2 separate regions of the Mus musculus genome follow, and region 2 is linked to region 1. A link is a contact called in public HiChIP or PLAC-seq data. All regions are on one chromosome and are shown on one strand. Each heading gives the region's core, a stretch centred on a gene start, on an enhancer-like site or on the middle of the called end of the contact. The rest is flanking DNA. Distances are from core to core; before and after follow the strand shown. Region 1 holds the start of 9330159M07Rik (RIKEN cDNA 9330159M07 gene). Region 2 holds the start of Mthfs (5, 10-methenyltetrahydrofolate synthetase).

Region 1 (4,484 bases), core at 859-3,358:
GAGTGGAGAAAGCCTACAGCGGCTGTGAAGGCCCTGATGCTATGTATGTGAAATCATTGTCTTCTAATGGTCATGAATTTATTGTAAAAGGAGAACATGCATCAACATCAGGAACAAGAAAGGCCATGTGGAGCAGTCCAGGTTAGTTTGCGGAGAATGGAACCAACGAGGTCAATTTTAGAGAGATCCCCTCACACGTGCTATTGAAAGTGTACATGAATTTGACCTATAAGGTCCCCTATGCTAACAGCTCCATTGAAATTCCTGAATTCCCAATTGCGTCCAAAATTGCACTGGAACTGCTGATGGGCCCAAACTTCCTAGATCGTCACATAAAATAAATTATAATAAACTTATTTTTTTCATCATTAAAAATAAAACCTGAAGAAATATTTGCTACTGAATGCTTATTGCAGCACTCCCAAGCAACCACTGTCAGATGAATAAGGAAATGGCTCATAACCAATTTTACAATCACAAAAATAGTGATCTGCTGCTTTATAGTCAGGATTGCATTCACTCTGCTCAGTCTGTACAGGTGTGTCTGTCACCAGCTCACCCATGACTGTCACAGCAGAGAACATGGTCGAATGGATTGTCAAAAACAATCCATTTACATACAGCCCACAAAAAAAATACAGGAATCAACTCTGCAGGCCATACCAGATTCTGTCCCGATCACTACATAGGGACAGCTAGAGACATGTAGATTGACCCCATCTCAAACACCCCAGTACTCAGACTGTGAATTTTCTTGTCTCTGCCTTTTCTGGATGTTACCATATCTAGTGTTCATTTGCAAGAAGTCTAGTGTCACAGGTCCTAAAATATAAAAACAAAACAAAACAAACAAACAAACAAACAAACAAAAAACAGGCATCACATTACTGCCAACATTAAAGAAGAACACAATAGTCCTTTGCAATGGTCCATCTCAGAAGCCAGATCCGTAATTATGGTTTTTCAACAGGAATTCAGGTTCGGGATAGGATCATCATAGACTAGACCAACGACAGTAAGCTCAGCAGAAAACAAAACAGAGCACCACTCACATGCACTCCTGCTGCAGGATCTTCACAGGCAGGCTGGCATCTCACTGGTCAGCATTCACTACAGAAAGAGGTACCATGACATGCTATGAGAAAGAACTGCGTAACAAACAAGACTTAAACTTCACTTAAACACAATGGTCTTCTCTCAGACGCTGTATCTGTCTTCAGGTCATCATCTTCGGGATGTAGTCCATCACTGTTCAGACCCGGTACGTCTCACAACTGTTTGTACAATCAATTTGTACATTCACTACATTCACTGCAGCCACTCCAACTTAGAAAGGCCAGAGTAGGAGAAGCTGCTGTGTTGGGCCAGGACTATTTAACAGTACATTTCCGAGAAGCTGATTCTCTTTGCACCAACAGTAAAAATGTATGCTGGCAAAAATGTAAATCTAGATTTCATACATACCTTTTAAAAGAGTCAGGCTTTAATCAAGTTATTTTCTGTTATGAATTCTGTCGGAAGCTTTGGGCTCCCCTTCATCTAATGAAAAGAAACACATTTTAAGCATCACACACCACTTCCTATTGCTCTAATACTTCAATTAGAAAACTAAGCTGTATCTCCCTTACCTTTTTATCTTTTTGCAACTGCTTCGAGGATGTTAAGAATGATGAGCCATGGTCCCTGTGAAAGGATTCATGTGCATATAATCGGATGTCACCTAGGTGTCACCCGAACCTTCCAAACAGCACAAAAAGCCTTGCATATTTTTCTACAAACCCTGCTGTGTAAGAACCCACCCAAACTGGGACTAAGGAACCAGAAAGCAAGTGACCTTCAGCCAGGCCGCCCAGTCCCAATCTCCCCGGGACGGGACCTAAGCTCCAATCCCGAAATCTCTTTTGCTGCTGCGCACTTCTCCCAGGTAGTTTACACCCATACCCTAAACTCAAGTCCCGAGGGCTGCTCCGCAGAACCGGAGCATCTGTATTTACTCTGCAACCCCACATTTTGCTTGGTCACTGGGCGGCCTAAAAGAGTAACCTACAGCTTTCCCCCGCAGGTCCCTTTATAGTTTCAGTGGAGCGAGAGCAAGGCTGCCCCTCCCTCTGGCACCGATTGGACGCGAGAGCACGTGGGGGCGTGGCCGTTCCTGAAACAAGGCGTGGAAACGCTGTGGGTCTTTTCTTCCAGGCTGTTCCGGCTTGGTGCGCGCCGCCCAACGGTCCGCCCGCCCGCCTGCCGCGTGTGTCTCCGCTGCTGCGCGCGCTCCCGCTGGCTCTCCACCACCGGTCTCTTCCCAGTCTGGCAGGCCGCTTAGCTCGACGTGGAGTGGGAGTGGCGCCAAAATTCAAACGAACTGCCGCAGTTGCAGGCGTGGTATCGCCTGCTTCGAGAAGGTTGGCAGCCAGGAGTGGCCTTGACCTCACCCCAACTCTAACCCGGTGGCAGCCGCGCTGGGGAAGGGCAGAACTACACAGGTGAAACGGAAAAGCCACGCATTTATCCTTCATGCGCTCTGGGGATGCTGCTGGTCTTCAGAGGGCCACACTGTCCGGTGCTTGATATCCAACCCCTGCTTGGGCGCCCAGCCAGGTCCAACCTCCACCCCAGTCCCACCCCTCTCACTACCAGACTTTAGGGACAGTTATACTGTCAATATCCTCAGAAGTTAAACATTCTGTTTCACAGAGGAGGCAGCAGGTCAAAAGCCACCAATTGTCCTTTATTTATTTTATGGCAAGGTTGACTTATTTTATGCTGGGATTTGAACTCAGGACCTTATAGAAGAGCAGTCAGTGCTCTTACCAGCTGAGCCATCTCACCAGCCCCCACACCAAAGTCTTTGATGTTCCTGAAGCAGTCAGTAAGGAACTTCCATCCAGTCTGATCAGGCAGAATTTAAGAATTAGTGCAAACAGGGCTAATGAGATGACTTATTGGAAAAAGGTGCTTGCCATGAAAATGAGGTGAACTCAGTTCAATCCCTGAAACGCATGTAGAGATGGAAGGGAGAATAAACTCCACAGAGCTGTCCTCTGATCACCATATTTTCACCGTGGTATGTGGGTCAACACAAACATCATGCACACATGCAGTAGTAATGATGATAAGTGAATAAAAGCCGTTTGGGTAAGAACATCACATAAGGTTTGCCATAGAAAGAAGGTAGGGAATAGAATCACATGGTAAAAGCTTGTCACAGCATCTGGTTAAGGACTGTGCCTCTGGGCTACATTTCAAGCCTGTGGTCTTAATTTGGTTCTTTTTAAATCTATGTGCCCAGGTACACACATGCATGCAGAGGCTGAAGGGCAGCCTTAGGTGTTACTCTGAAGAGCTCCATTTATTTCCTTTGAGATGGGGCCTCTTACTGATCTGGAGCTCAGGAATCAGGCTAGACTGGCTGAGCACAGTCTAGGAGATCCTTCTGTTTCTTCCTTCCAGCTCAGAAGTTATAAGCATGGACCACAACTAACGTCATTTTTATGTAGTTCTGGGAATCAAACTCGAGTCCATGGGCTTGCAAAGCCAATGCTTTGTTGAGCCATCTCCATAGCCACAGTATTAGCTTTTTAAGGTCATTAGATGAATGCTTTCTTTCTTTCTTTCTTTCTTTCTTTCTTTCTTTCTTTCTTTCTTTCTTTCTTTCTTTTTGGGGTGTGTGTGTGTGTGTGTGTGTGTGTGTGTGTGTGTGTGTGTGTGTGTGTGTGAGGTGTGAGACAACGTCTTACCATGTAGCTCTAGTTAGCCTGTAGCTCCCTGTGTAGACCATGGAGTCTTTAACTCAGACAGGTCTGCCTGTCTCAGCCTCCAGAGTGCCCTCATCTTGTTTTCTGAGACAGGATTTCTCTTCGGCCCGAAGCTCAGGAATTAGGTACAGCTGGCTGGCCAGCAGTCCCTAGGGCTCATCACATCTCTGCCTCAGCAGTGCTGGGATTAAAAGCACATGCCACCACTCCAGCTTTTGTGCACAGGTTTTTTTTTTTAATTAAATTTATTTATTATATGTAAGTACACTGTAGCTGTCTAAACAACACCCCAGAAGAGGGCATCAGATCTCATTACAGATGGTTGTGAGCCACCATGTGGTTGCTGGGACTTGAACTCAGGACCTTCAGAAGAGCAGTCTTTGCTCTTAACCGCTGATCCATCTCTCCAGCCCAGAATGCTTTCTTCAAAATGATTTTTAGTATGTATTTTTGATCTTATGTGTTAGCTTTCATCACAATAACAAGAGAATTCAGATCAGTGGTTCTCAACCTATGAGTTGAGACCCCATTGACAAACCTATAGCTACAAAATATTTATATTATGACATATAACTAGCAAAATTATGAATTAAGAGTGAAGATAATTTTGTGGTTGGAGGATCAGTACAACCTGAGGAACTGTATTAAAAGGCTGCAGAATTAGGAAGGTCGAGAACCACTGATTCAGATAATCAACTTTTGTCAGAGAAAAGAATCATTTTGGTTCATGGT
Region 2 (4,484 bases), core at 1,147-3,646, 350 kb after region 1:
TATTGCCACATTCAGTTTGTGTGGTGCTGGAGGTCGAGCCTCCAGGCTTTGTGCATAGCAATGCCACCATATCATAAACAGCATGGTCTTCTATTTTATTGCCACCTTTAAACTGGAGAAGTGGGAAGGAATAAGCAAGAAGACCAGGTAGGAAGTTAATTAGAATCTTACAGAGGTGAGTCAGACCCAGTAATCACTTTTGAGCTCTGAAACCCACAGTGAGTCAGTCACTTGTTAGAACTGTTCCACAACACCCTGGAACAGTGCCACCATATAGGGGACCAAGTGTTCAGACATGAGACTGTGGTTGGGGGAATTTCACCTTCAAACCTTGAAACTGTTTGTGTTTGAAGACACATTTCTCAAGGTGTAGCACAGCACGATCCTATCAGCATAGTCTTCCTGCCTCAGTCTTCTGAGTGCTGAGAGGAGAGGTGTGTGCCACCAAGGTCAAGATATTTTATGCAAGGTTTCTTTGCTTTTGTTTTGAGTCAGGGTCTCAAGTCAGGAGCCTGGCTTGCTATAAAAGGACTGTTTGGCCTCTAGGGGCTCCCTCTGATCCTTTCTGCTTTCTCTCTGAGGACCTTGCCTCTGGCCTCTCTGTCTCCTCCCCCCCCCCCCCCCACCATGCATTCCTGGCCAGCTTTCTCTTCTCTTTCTCTTTCTTTCTCTTTCTCTTTCCTTCTCTTTCTCCTCCTCCTCCTCTTCTCTTCTCTTCTCTTCTCTTCTCTTCTCTTCTCTTCTCTTCTCTTTTCTTCCTCTCAGCATGGGCACTACACAGCATTTTACAAAATATATCATTACTGTGATAGAACATGCAGATTTATGACCCTAGAGAGCTTTACACACTAAGACTGCACGCAGTTATAGGTACAAATAAATCCTCAAAGAAAATGTACGTATGTAACATATATTTTTATCAAAGCTATCATTTTTTGCAGTCCTGGTGATCAAACCAAGAGCCTTGTACATACTTTACCCCTGGGTTATGCTGCTAGACTACCTATTTATTGTTGAAGGGATGTGTCTATGTAGGGAGCCACATATAATTGTCATGAATATCCAGAAAAGCCCTGCCTTCAGAATTTAACAGCAACAATTTAACATGTATAATAATAATAATAATAATAATAATTATTATTATTATTTGGTATAGTGCTGGTGATAAAACCCAGGACTATATCCATGCTAAGTTCTATTTATTCCTGCTAATTAATAGTTGATGAATACATTGGTTTATGGTGGTGATTCTCAAACATTATTATGGGTAGGGAATCACCTGAGGATGATGTTAAGATAACCATTAGGACTCCCTAGGTCTAAGGATGGCTCAGGATTCTCCATGTCTCACATGTTTTCAGTCGAAACGAATTCATACACCACACTCATGTTCAACTATTGGTGAATGGATATTACATTGGCACACTGACATGGTCTGTAGATGTAAGTGAATCCAGCGTTTGTTTACTGTTCATGATAAGATTCTATTCAGCTATGTTCTCTCTCTCCCACCTTGCTTTGTCTCCAGGCACTTAGATCTTACGGAACTGAACTACATATCCCTTAACACAGGTGCCAGAGATCTGAACTCAGCTCTCTCGTGCTGGTGTAGTTGGTCTTTTTACCAACTAAACTATCTCCGCAGCTCTGAAAAATTAACTCTCAAAAAATCAGTCCTCGGGTACTGCACTGTAACATGGGGTGGTAAATCTGAGTCAGTGCTTCTCAAATCTACTTACTTTGTTCTCTGCTCCATTCTCAGTCAAACGTCCTGTTAGAAAAAGGCATTATCTGTCTCTAAACAGCAGATGGCAACAGCGGTTAAATACTTCTATAACAAGGAACAGTCTGACTGAGTCCTGAGCTGTCCAGAGAGGGAACATCCATCTCCAGAAAGGGCCTGCCATATGTTATAAAAGCGGGCCCAAAATCTATCAGTAAGGAGCCAACTGACTGAAAGGGAGAGGAAGGCACTTGGTGGTAAAGGAGAATGTTTTACATTGACCAGGAGGAACCAAGAGCCTTCCGGTATGATGTATAGGCATGTCTAGCTTGCTTTGCCCTTCTGAAGCTTCTCGAGCCCTGTACTCCACAATTAGATGAATATCGAGTCCTGGAGTATAGTTGACAGCCTTTGTTAGACCCTCTGCAGAAGCATGGCGACCTTTTGTGGTCTGAGAGAGAGGGTAAGCACACTGGGCTACGTGCACAGTCCCCAGCTATCAAGCAGGAAGGGTCAAGGACGCCACACCATGCTGTTATCTGCCAACACAGGACGGGAGTCTGCTCAGATGCCTAAGTGGCCTGTGCACCTCTGCAGGTTTACAGAGGCAGGGGATTTGGAGTCCCGCCCCTTAAGCTCCGAGGGTGATGGGCGTGGCCGGGGCGGTGCTTGCCAGGAATGGCGGCGGTCACGGTAAACAGTGCCAAGCGGGGCCTGCGGGCCGAGCTGAAGCAGCGCTTGAGGGCCTTGAGCGCGGAGGAACGGCTGCGCCAGTCTCTCCTCCTCACGCAGAAGGTGCGAGAAGACTGCCGGGAGTTAAACTCCGGGAAGGGTGGGCTCGCGAGTCTGCGCAGGCGCACCTCCCCGGGGGCGCGTGCGCGTCGTCCGGGGAGCGCGCTCCGCAGGCAAGGGCGGCTCTCGCTGGTCCTGGAGCTTGTGAGGGAGCGAGCTGAGCTTCCGGGCAGGTTTGGTCATTCACAGAGCTATTTTGTTATTGCTAGGAAAGGCATTGCAGCCATTAGGAGCTGTAGAGACTGTCGAATCACTCTCCGGTTTAATTGAAATCCATTCGCATGTGTTGAACACCTAGTAAACTTTTTTTTTTTTTTTTTTTTTTTTATGAGTTGGGTAATACAGATGACAAACATGATTGTAGCCCCTAAGGGATCAGGGATGTAGCAGAGGAAGGAGACAAATGGAACCATTGTAGGGCTGGGGATATGGCTCAGTGATACAACTGTTCAAAAATGCGCTGTATTTTATTTGCCCATACTTAGAACATACATGGAATTTGGGTCTGTTTTTCTAGGAGTTTTAAATCGCCTGTACCTTTATTTTGGCAAAACTCCACTGTGAGTTTTATCTAAGGGGAGATAACTGTTGATGCTGTGACTTAGCTGCGTTCACTGCACAGCATTACACCTTGGGTTGCTGCTTCTGAGTTGGGGTTGTTTCTGGTCCTTATTTTCTTGTTTTGTCTCTTTTCTTACTTAGTTTTCCTCAGCTTCCTTAAGAGTATATCCTCAACGGAATTATTTTAAAGAAAATACCTATACGATTGGCACTATTTGTAGTTGAAATGTATTCGTGTTTTGCTTGCATGTATGTAAGTCCATTGTGTGTGTGTGCCTGGTGTCTTAGGTTAGAAGTGGGTGCCAGATCCTTTGGAACTAGACAGAGTTCAGGAAGGTTGTAAGTCCCTATGTGGGTGCTGGAAATTGAACCCAGGTTGTCTGCAAGAGCAGCAAGTGATCTTAAACTGCTGAGCCATCTCTCTAGTCACAACTTTTAAATATATTGTATATTAAAATATCTTCAACTCCAATTTGGTCCATATTAATCAAATTTTAATTACTTTATTGTCATTCTGCTCAATACCTATGGGTTCCAATCTAGAGACCAATGTTTTCATTTATGCATTATATCTTGTGGTTTAGTTATTGTTCTATTGCTGTGAAGAGACACCATAACCATAGCAACTTATAAAAGGAAGCATTTCATTTGGGCTTGCTTACAGGTTCAGAAGGCTGCTCTGTGATCATCTTGGTGGGAAGCTTGGAAGCAGGCAGGCAGGCAGGCAGGCAGGCAGGCAGGCAGGCATGGTGCTGAGCGCTTACATCTTATCCACAAGGTGGAGGTAGTGAGAGTCCTGGGTCTGCCATAGGCTGTGGGCTTTTGGAATCTCAAAGCTCACTTTGATGGTTTCTGTGACCACAGAGGTAAGAAGAGTGTCTTCAGCATGAAGCAAGAAGGAAGTCTGACTCAACATGATTTGGTACCTGGGGTTGGTTCAAACTTCTAGAGTCTTACACTTATTTTAGGCATATTTAAACATAGCACATTTTGGGAGAAAAATCTCCTCATTTTAATTAACTTAATTAAAATTCAAAAGAGTTTCTAAATAATTATGGCTTAAGCCATACAAGGGACATGTGTCTTCTCCCGTAGTGATGAATTCTATAGATTGACTACATGTGACAAGTTAAGGGTCTCGGTGTAGTCTCCGTCATATAGATAGTGCCAAGGTCACCAGGTTATTAACCACCTCTGCTCTCATTTGTAAAGTACACATGCCATCTCCCATAAAGATGGGCTCTACTGACTGAGAAACAATGCTCAAGATAGAGGTCTAGGGAGGATAACTGAGACAAACATAAGAATCTGGAGGAGCCATGCAGACAGTTCAGAGGTCACCAGGCTATTAACTAAATTCATTCCCCACCTTCTGGATGTAAAACAGGTAATATATCTTTCCCTTTGA

The links. HiChIP or PLAC-seq counts read pairs in DNA pulled down with a chosen protein or histone mark.
Region 2: a contact with region 1 is called in an H3K4me3 HiChIP or PLAC-seq map of embryonic stem cells, with 4 times the contacts expected there. The contact joins the promoter of Mthfs here to the promoter of 9330159M07Rik in region 1. A contact is called at or near these places in 2 of 115 datasets of contacts at active chromatin or transcription factors (embryonic stem cells and stem cell-derived neural progenitor cells).

What each region holds. Positions count from the first base shown.
Region 1 is chr9:88,856,762-88,861,245 of GRCm38.p6, forward strand. It overlaps 9330159M07Rik (RIKEN cDNA 9330159M07 gene), which reads right to left and starts at 2,109. Exons shown (of 5, transcript NR_037983.1): 1 at 2,048-2,109; 2 at 1,629-1,683; 3 at 1,465-1,539; 4 at 1,053-1,110. Gm26611 (predicted gene, 26611) reads left to right here and starts at 2,207. Exons shown (of 3, transcript NR_166624.1): 1 at 2,207-2,480. LOC115487268 (a small nucleolar RNA gene) reads right to left here and starts at 1,003; the gene lies at 932-1,003. It also overlaps the pseudogene Gm9775.
Region 2 is chr9:89,208,794-89,213,277 of GRCm38.p6, forward strand. Mthfs (5, 10-methenyltetrahydrofolate synthetase) reads left to right here and starts at 2,397. Exons shown (of 3, transcript NM_026829.2): 1 at 2,397-2,518. The coding sequence starts at 2,402.